Linked DNA regions of Bombyx mori: region 1 is linked to region 2. The links are chromatin contacts, called in public Hi-C maps. All regions are on one chromosome and are shown on one strand. Each heading gives the region's core, a stretch centred on a gene start, on an enhancer-like site or on the middle of the called end of the contact. The rest is flanking DNA. Distances are from core to core; before and after follow the strand shown. Region 1 holds the start of LOC101737078 (immunoglobulin superfamily DCC subclass member 3). Region 2 has its middle 19 kb from the start of LOC134199006.

Region 1 (3,921 bases), core at 1,239-3,738, 51 kb after region 2:
TTCTTAATTGAGGGCAACTAACCGCTTTCCGTCTTTAACACAACAAGATGGCGTTATCAAAAAAAAACCAGTCATCATCTAGTATATTATTATTGTACTTATCTAGCCTCGAATCAGGATAGTTCGGTGGTGTTGCTGCAAAACAGTTAGGTAAGTAAATACGTGACTGACACTTCTCCCCGTCACAATTGACACGTTGAGATACGTGTACAGAATGCTAGCTGAGATAAACCCAATATGCGTTCACGGATGTACATATGTGCAGTTCATATTTAATTATATATCTCTGATTACTTTGTAGCTCGGATTGTTAATTACAGCGAGAGTGGAATATTGGAGTTAGGGTATTTTGTAATACCGTATAGGCACGACCCTTTGATTATATACGTGTATATAATCAAAGGCACGACCATCCTGATTGTTTCTGCCGCGACGCAGTTATGCGTTCGAATGAATGTTCTAAAATTCAAATTGAAAATTTGATTTCTTTTTTTTTTCTTTTTTGCCCATGTAGACAGAAGAGTAAATAGCTCAATTGATAATGAGTGCTTATCGTCGCTCATACACGTCAGCAACTTTTTTTTTTATTGCTTAGATGGGTGGACGAGCCCACCTGGTGTTAAGTGGTTACTGGAGTCCATAGACATCTACAACGTAAATACGCCACCCACCTTGAGATGTAAGTTCTAAGGTCTCAAGTATAGTTACAACGGCTGCCCCACCCTTCAAACCGAGACGCATTACTGGTTCACGGTAGAAATAAGCAGGGTGGTGCTACCTACACGTGCGGACTCACAAGCGGTCCTACCATCAGTAAAGAACAGAGCCGGAGCAGAGCCACGCCGCTGATTACGACCGAGTACTCTCCGTATACCTTGTCTAAAGAAAGATATGTCCCAGCGCGCAGGAAACACCGAGGAGGTAAATTCATTCCAATTCTAGATGGTAAGTGGCGGAAAAGATTTCCAAAAACACACCGTCGAAGAAACTCAGTCCTTCGTAGCTAGTAAAGGTCTCGCAATTTCATGCGATGTCGCCGGCACAATATAATAGATCATCCTATAAATAAATTACATCCGTGTGTTTGTTCTATTTATTATAATAATTTAGCACTCAAATTGAATTATAAATAGAAATTTGTCGTAATTAGTAGTGACTCTGATAAATGTAATAAATATAATATAAGATATACAAATTTCACACGACGAAATGTATTTGTGGAAACTTTCTTCATGATAGTAGCAGTGTTTATGAGCCTCAAGATAATTGCACATTATTCATTTAAAAGTCATATTTATTTATTGGTCGGTGGAAAGAATTATAACGCAATTTATATATTTTTAAATGGAACAATTGTATTATTTCTTTTATGTCTGCAGTTTGGTTGGGAAGTAATTTTTTTTAGCCTGTTCTATCTTTTTTTAATTAACTAACACAATCTCATTTCTCTATTGGACACACAGGTTAATAATGGTCGCCATTAGTTGCCATAAATGGTGGTGGTCCTCTGTCGTTAAGTTAGCAGAACCCTTAGGTATCACAATAAATAAAGGTCTCCTGTGAGAAATTGGGGGAGGTGAAGGACCTCGGCCCTTCTCTTCTCCCCTTCTTCCTCTCAGGAGGCGCCGGAGTCCGACATAACCCGGTTCGTTACCCCCCTCGACCGGGTATCCGTAAATGGATTCCCCAGCGTTAAAAAAAAAAAAAAAAAGGTATCACAATGTGAACTCCACTATCCACCTTCGATAGTGAAGAGTCCATTGTATTGTATAACCTTTATACGCGGCAGAAATAAAAATTATTGTGACATCAATTAAAACACTTAACTGTCGGTCATATGTTTAGATTTTAGAAAAATGACTTTTTTATTGTCCTAGTAGGCAGACAGGCGTACGGCCCACCGGATGGTGAATGGTTACCGTCGCCCATGGACTTCAGAAATGCCAGGGGCAGAGCCAAGCCGCTGCCCACCGACTGGGCTTTGATGTTGTTAGAAAAATGGGGCTCTCAGCATCGCACTAGTCAAACCACTAAACTAAACAATAACGGCAGTGAAATTATAAATTGATTGATTTTAAACAAACTTTTGGGTTTGCTCAAATTAATTAGTACCGCGACACGCAAAACACAATATTTTAATCTTACTTACTCACTTACTTACTTACTTGTCTGGATGCCTTTCCAGTTTCACCAGGATAGATGGGCGAGCACGGATTCAGCCAGGGGAGGACGTAATATGTGAAAAATTTGCACATTTTGCGTAATACGTGCGCCTGTATAAATACTGTGCTAATTATGAGTTTTCATAACCTCTTAGTATCCCATGGCCCACAACAGTCAATTTAAGCAAGTAAAAATTTCAAATAGCAAATTTCCTATAGCGTTATAAAGTTTTTTTGAAGTAAACATTAACTTAATCTTATTGTTCAAAATCATTATCATTAGGGTTGGCGAAACCGTATGTTATACTGAGTCGGCGCGAAATGTCATTAAAGAGTGGGGGTTTAGTAACCCCAAAGATATCGGAGGTGGAGGTTGTGTCGCGTCGTTCTATAAATACATCGCGATGTCCTTATAAACTATTGAACGAAATAAAGATAAACAGTTTTTTTTTTTTTTATGGTGAAGGGAAAATATGTAGTGAGTCCGTGAGTCAGTGTCAAGTATGATCGCCGGTTCGAATAAGAATAAACAAATATGCAATCAAGTGAAATTTATTGTACTGTTGTATTTTTTATTGAATTTACCTTGTACCGCGAGATGTGAGTAGAAATTTTTATTCTATATTAGAAATATTATGAATTTTTAATCACTGTTGAACTTATTCAGTTTTGTAAACATTTTAGTAACATTTATCAATTTTAAAAAATCAATTTTGATACGTTTAAATAAAAGGAAAGTTCTATTCATTTGAATTACGATTTCAATGCAATAAAATATACTAAATTAATACAGATTTATTGTTTTTAATTGATTTATTTTTCTGTTAATAAACACCTTGGTAAAGCTCAAAGCCGGGCTCCGCGTATAAAAGAACATCCAGCCGACACAATAGTCGGTAGAAGCGAGCCTGCTACTCTGCGGTGTGTATCCGAAGGAAAGCCCAAACCGACAATACAGTGGTATAAAGATGGCACGCCTCTTACTTCTAATGACCACCCACAAAGAGTGCTGCTTGAAGACGGATTACTCTTCCTTAGGTAAGAATAAAATGAATAAATTTTGTAATAGAACGAACTTTAACTGAGACTGAACAAAGATATTGTAGTTCATCAAAATATCTAGCAGCCGAATTTATTAAAACGATTTATTATCAGATTTTGTGTAGCATTTTGCTTTAAAAGAATTCGTGTGTAATTTTATTTTCCTGCTTTTTAGATTTCTACACTAGTTTTAAGATTAATTCTTGAAAGAAGTCTGTTCCAGCAAAAGGCGGCCTATAATAAATACATTATGGCCCATTAGAATTCGAAAGAAATGTCTAGAAATATTGAAACCATAAGTTTTTGTATTGTTGGAATATGATTTTAAATGATTATATTTATTTAAACGGCTACAAAACAACTTAATTAAAAAAATATCGAATTTTCTAAATTTGGCCTAAACTTATTTTCCGTGTGCTAGGGTTATGCGAGGCAAGAAGGAAAGCGACGAGGGCGTCTACTGGTGCGTCGCACGCAACCCCGTCGGGGAAGCAGTTAGCAAAAACGCCACGCTTACTATTGCCGGTAATTTGTCTTTATTTCAAACATATTGTAGGTCCATTATGCTTGATTAAATTTCTATTACTTTAAAATGCTTATATCTCCCTGTTGATTGTTCTCTTATTCTCGTCACAGTCCTTTGCAGCTTTAGTAGTTATGTATTTCTATCTAGCTAGGTTTTCAGTTTCTCTTATTATTATTTTTTTATTGCTTAGAT
Region 2 (4,256 bases), core at 22-2,521:
CTATATAACTATAATTAATGAATTGATTTTTATACATACATTCTTGCGATTAACTATTGAATATTAATAATATCAAGAGGTACGTAATATGTATACACACCTTATGCAAACCTAAGACATTATATTCTAAAGTAAATCGTTCTACAGAACCGAAATCCGGAATAGTTCTATTGTTTTCCTTGATGTTATGAGTCTAGAATATTATTTTGATTGATTTAATGATGGTTAATTTTGAGTTGGGTGCACATTAAATAATAATTTAACGAAGTCTATCTACTTTATATGTGAACCATAAGATTTTTCATTAATAGTATATTCTATTATAATATATTCAGTTCTTAATCAGAAAATTAAACACCGTGGACACCTAGTTGAATAATGACAAAAAGGAGGCTAGATTTATTTTATAGCATAGCTAAATCAAGTCGCGTGAGACATACGGTCAGGTGTAATGTCCCTCCAACGTCGTTGTTGTCCACACTTTTTATTCCTCAGATCCTCGCCATGATGCCTGTTTACAAATGCATGAATATGGGGCGCCTTTTTCCGCGCCTTGTCTACTTATGAAAATATATTTGGCCGTTACGTTTTATTCTTTGTCTCGAAAACGTGTTTCGCGGTCTCGAGTTTTGTGCTTTTCTCTGTTAGTTCACAGAATGACTCTTCTAGGTTTATGGTGTTTATGTATTTTTTATTGTATTTATAGACGTACGATCATAGGGCCTATGAGATGGTGAACGGCACTCGTAGTTGTCAGTGATTCCAGGAGCACAACCAGGCTGCTGTTTACTGGTATGGATCCTCAATCCTCCTTTGAAGAGCATATTGTAGCGCTCAGGGGAAGTTAATTCTTTGCTTTTTAATTCTTTTCTTGTTAATTCTTTGCTTTGCTTCATGAAGGGCATTGCCACAATGCCCTTCATGAAGTATTTTAATAGACCTCGAAAAATGTCCTCTTCTGTATAAAGTCGAATGTAAGTAGCATATTTTTGTGATTTGTTCTATTTTTGTTTGGCAAAAACAAAACTAGGTTAATCTATTTACAATTCGCTTTGTATCCGTTCGTAACATTAAATCACGCTAACTATTTAATTGCAATATTAATTTCACGATATTTTATTCGAGGACTTAGCTTGTAATTCTAAAATCCATAATTCACATTCAGTTACACCATAATTTATATTATTTCGTCTACGGCAGTAAACCACTGCTTGACCGCAATATTAAAGTTAGTCACAGCTTGACTCTTATCATAGCTATTTTTAGTTTGAACACGACATCGCTATTTTTATATTATCAGTGGACTGTGCTCATAAGCATTGAGAAACTTAAAGTATTCCGGTTAATGCCCGTAAAACAATCACCACTGTTTGATCCAATAATGAAACAAATACCTACTGGTTACAAATATCTGATTTGGTTGTTAGTCTGTATTAATGTTATATTTCTCCATCGGTGTTGGTAACTATTTACCATTAGGTATATTTCTTATTGCTTTTTCTATGCTCATGACTATGCGGTCCAATTGATCTTAAGTATTTATCGTTGTCCTTGGACATCAGCAATTTCACAACCAAGCTATTGCCTACTAACCTGCGCTGCCAAGTACGAGAGGCATTACGTGCGAGAACTAGTATGGATGAGATTTAGGTATTCAGTTAGCGCCAAGACATAACATTTTGGCGGAATAGTTAGAAAAAAAAAAAAACTCGTTAGTCTTCTATGAACGTAATGACAAAACTGTAATCATATGAGCAACGATTTGAAAAACTATTGCAACATAAATATTTTGACATTCATTATTATTGTTGATTATACTAGCTGTTTTGATTCTCGGACTAGCTGACCGCATAACACATAATCTCCAACTCAAGTTAATTGACAAATCTATAGACACTTAGCTATTTAATTTAATCAAAAACTCCATTGTAGTAGAATAACAGTGATATTCTTTCTACGACCCTCTTAGATAAGACGCTATCGAGCTGTGCGACTTAGCCATTGATCAAATTCCGTAGACATCTTCATTTTCTGAAGGTCGTGTCTAGTTTGATGATTGTTTTCTTATCACTCATTGCACAATCCCTCTCCACGTGTCTATCTTTGGCAGTCCTAAATGCTTTGGTATAGGCATGTCGCTAAGTGATCCTATTAAATTTTGACCAACGAGTAGATAATCGGTTACGTAGTCTTTTCCAGTCGACATAACCTAAAAGCATCGGCTTTTCGAAGTTGTTGGGATTTCAAGCAGTGTGTCAAAATTAGGTTAGTATACGCTGAAAATAGATAGTAGACAGTCTAGTTGTTATGTGAAGCTCTTCGAGAATGGACAAGTTTGTTCGGCAAGTGGTCCATGGGATGTGTAACATATATCTACAACGCCACAAATCGATGCCTCGATCTTGGATCTAGCTGCAGTATCGCGCAGGATTTCAACCCCTTAGAGGAAGATTAAATAAACCAATGTACGCCTCACTTTTGTTTTACTGGATATGTTGCGAATTTTTTAGTGTAATAAATGCTTTATATATGTTTACGAATGACACGAATGACGAATGCACTGTGAAAAAGTAAGGTCGTGTAAAAAAAATCATATTATTACAAATTTTTTTTTTAATAAAAAAAATAAATTCGTTCATTGCTATTGCACATAGATAAAGGCTTAGACATTGGGTCTTATATATATTTTGGAAGCATTCACATTAATTGAGGCTGCGCTGAAAAAAAAAACATTTCAGTTCTCCTCTTTCCTTTTTTTGGGCGGGTCAGAGATATACTTTGATTTATTTTTACTTGCAAACAAAAACACAAGTCTACATTACGACTTAATTCGTATGTACGCCTCTTGATGTATAGCGTGGAGGTTTTCCACATAAACCATGTCGTAATTAATATACATGCTTATACAAGCTATAGCATGAACAATCGTGCACCAGATCCGATTTTGTTTTAAACTTTTTTTTTATAAAAAGATAAAGTCTAGATCGAAATCTGACGTTCATAAAAATTGATTAAATTAAAAAGCTTTGTTACTAGGAACAATTTGAATGTACGATCTATTTATTTTGAATGTTTCTAAGGCTCTTAAGCGGACAGACTATGTCTTTGTGTATTCTTGAATTTCTTCTGAAGGTACAAAGGTGTATTACATAGAAAATTCAAACGTAAGGTTTATAAATACTGAAGGGTACTTACTATTGATGATATGTTTATAAATTATTATTAACAATGAAGCGAGTTATTTTCGTACTTGATAGCATCTATATATAGAAAAATGAATTGCTGTTCGTTAGTCTCGCTAAAACTCGAGAACGGCTGGACCGATTTGGCTAATTTTGGTCTTGAATTATTTGCGGAAGTCCAGAGAAGGTTTAAAAGATAGATAAATATGATATTCGGACTCGAACTCGGAATTAAATAAAAATGACAATTTTGTTTTTCCTTTGATGTGTCCCCCGTCGAACGGATTCCTTTTGTTTGTTTTAAGTTTATTTTATACAAAAGTTTAGGTCTTTTATTGATAGATTGAGGCACGACAAAGTCTGCCGGGTCAGCTAGTAAAGAATAAATGTTTAATTCAAACGACTTTAAAAAGAAGTGACATATGTCTTTTTTCGGAAAATTTATGTACCTACATATATTATCTGGGCGCACACAGACACAAACTTCCTTTTCGTGTTCACCGTACGTACAATAAGTTTATTCAGCAGTGTTTTTGTCGTTGAGATTTACGATCCTTATTACGAGGGTTAAAAGAGGTACATATTAAAGCATGCTGTTAAACCTTCTTGCGTGCGTGGTGTTTTTGAGAGGAGAGAAGTTTGTGTTTTACGACCATTATAAAATAGAATTTCATTATTTTTTATTTGGCATCTCAATGTATTTATCATTTACTTTTAATGTAAATTCGTATTATTTAAGAATGCCAAATTACGTACAAAATATCACGAATAGATTGCAACACAGACTGAACTTCAAAAGTCTGTCCAAATACCAACCGAATAAACATTGAAAATAAATAAACAGGATTTGCATCTACTGCTAAATTATTTGTCTATTATATGAGAACTAATACAATTACTGACTGTATGCGATATTGCTTGTCTTCAGTTATTATACTGACTATAACCACAAAACATATAAATGTGTCGATTACTGTAGAAATAATTCTGTTAAATCAAATATTGTAACAGAAATCACGATATTTAGTAGTAGGTACGTACGTACTTACTATCTTCTGTATTTTCTTCACTCAT

What was found. Hi-C and Micro-C count contacts between places; a contact is called where the count stands out from the background.
Region 1: a contact with region 2 is called in a Hi-C map of whole pupa, with 2.0 times the contacts expected there. The contact joins the promoter of LOC101737078 here to the enhancer-like site in region 2. A contact is called at or near these places in 2 of 7 Hi-C or Micro-C datasets (both in whole pupa).

What each region holds. Positions count from the first base shown.
Region 1 is chr6:9,386,474-9,390,394 of ASM3026992v2, forward strand. It overlaps LOC101737078 (immunoglobulin superfamily DCC subclass member 3), which reads left to right and starts at 2,489. Exons shown (of 17, transcript XM_012694244.4): 1 at 2,489-2,762; 2 at 3,008-3,200; 3 at 3,625-3,728. The coding sequence starts at 2,666.
Region 2 is chr6:9,337,085-9,341,340 of ASM3026992v2, forward strand. No RefSeq gene overlaps it. Among protein-coding and RNA genes, the nearest start is that of LOC134199006, 19 kb to the right of the region's middle. Within about 2 kb of position 1,272, at least 4 of the 8 cell types and tissues checked have open chromatin away from gene starts, as enhancers often do.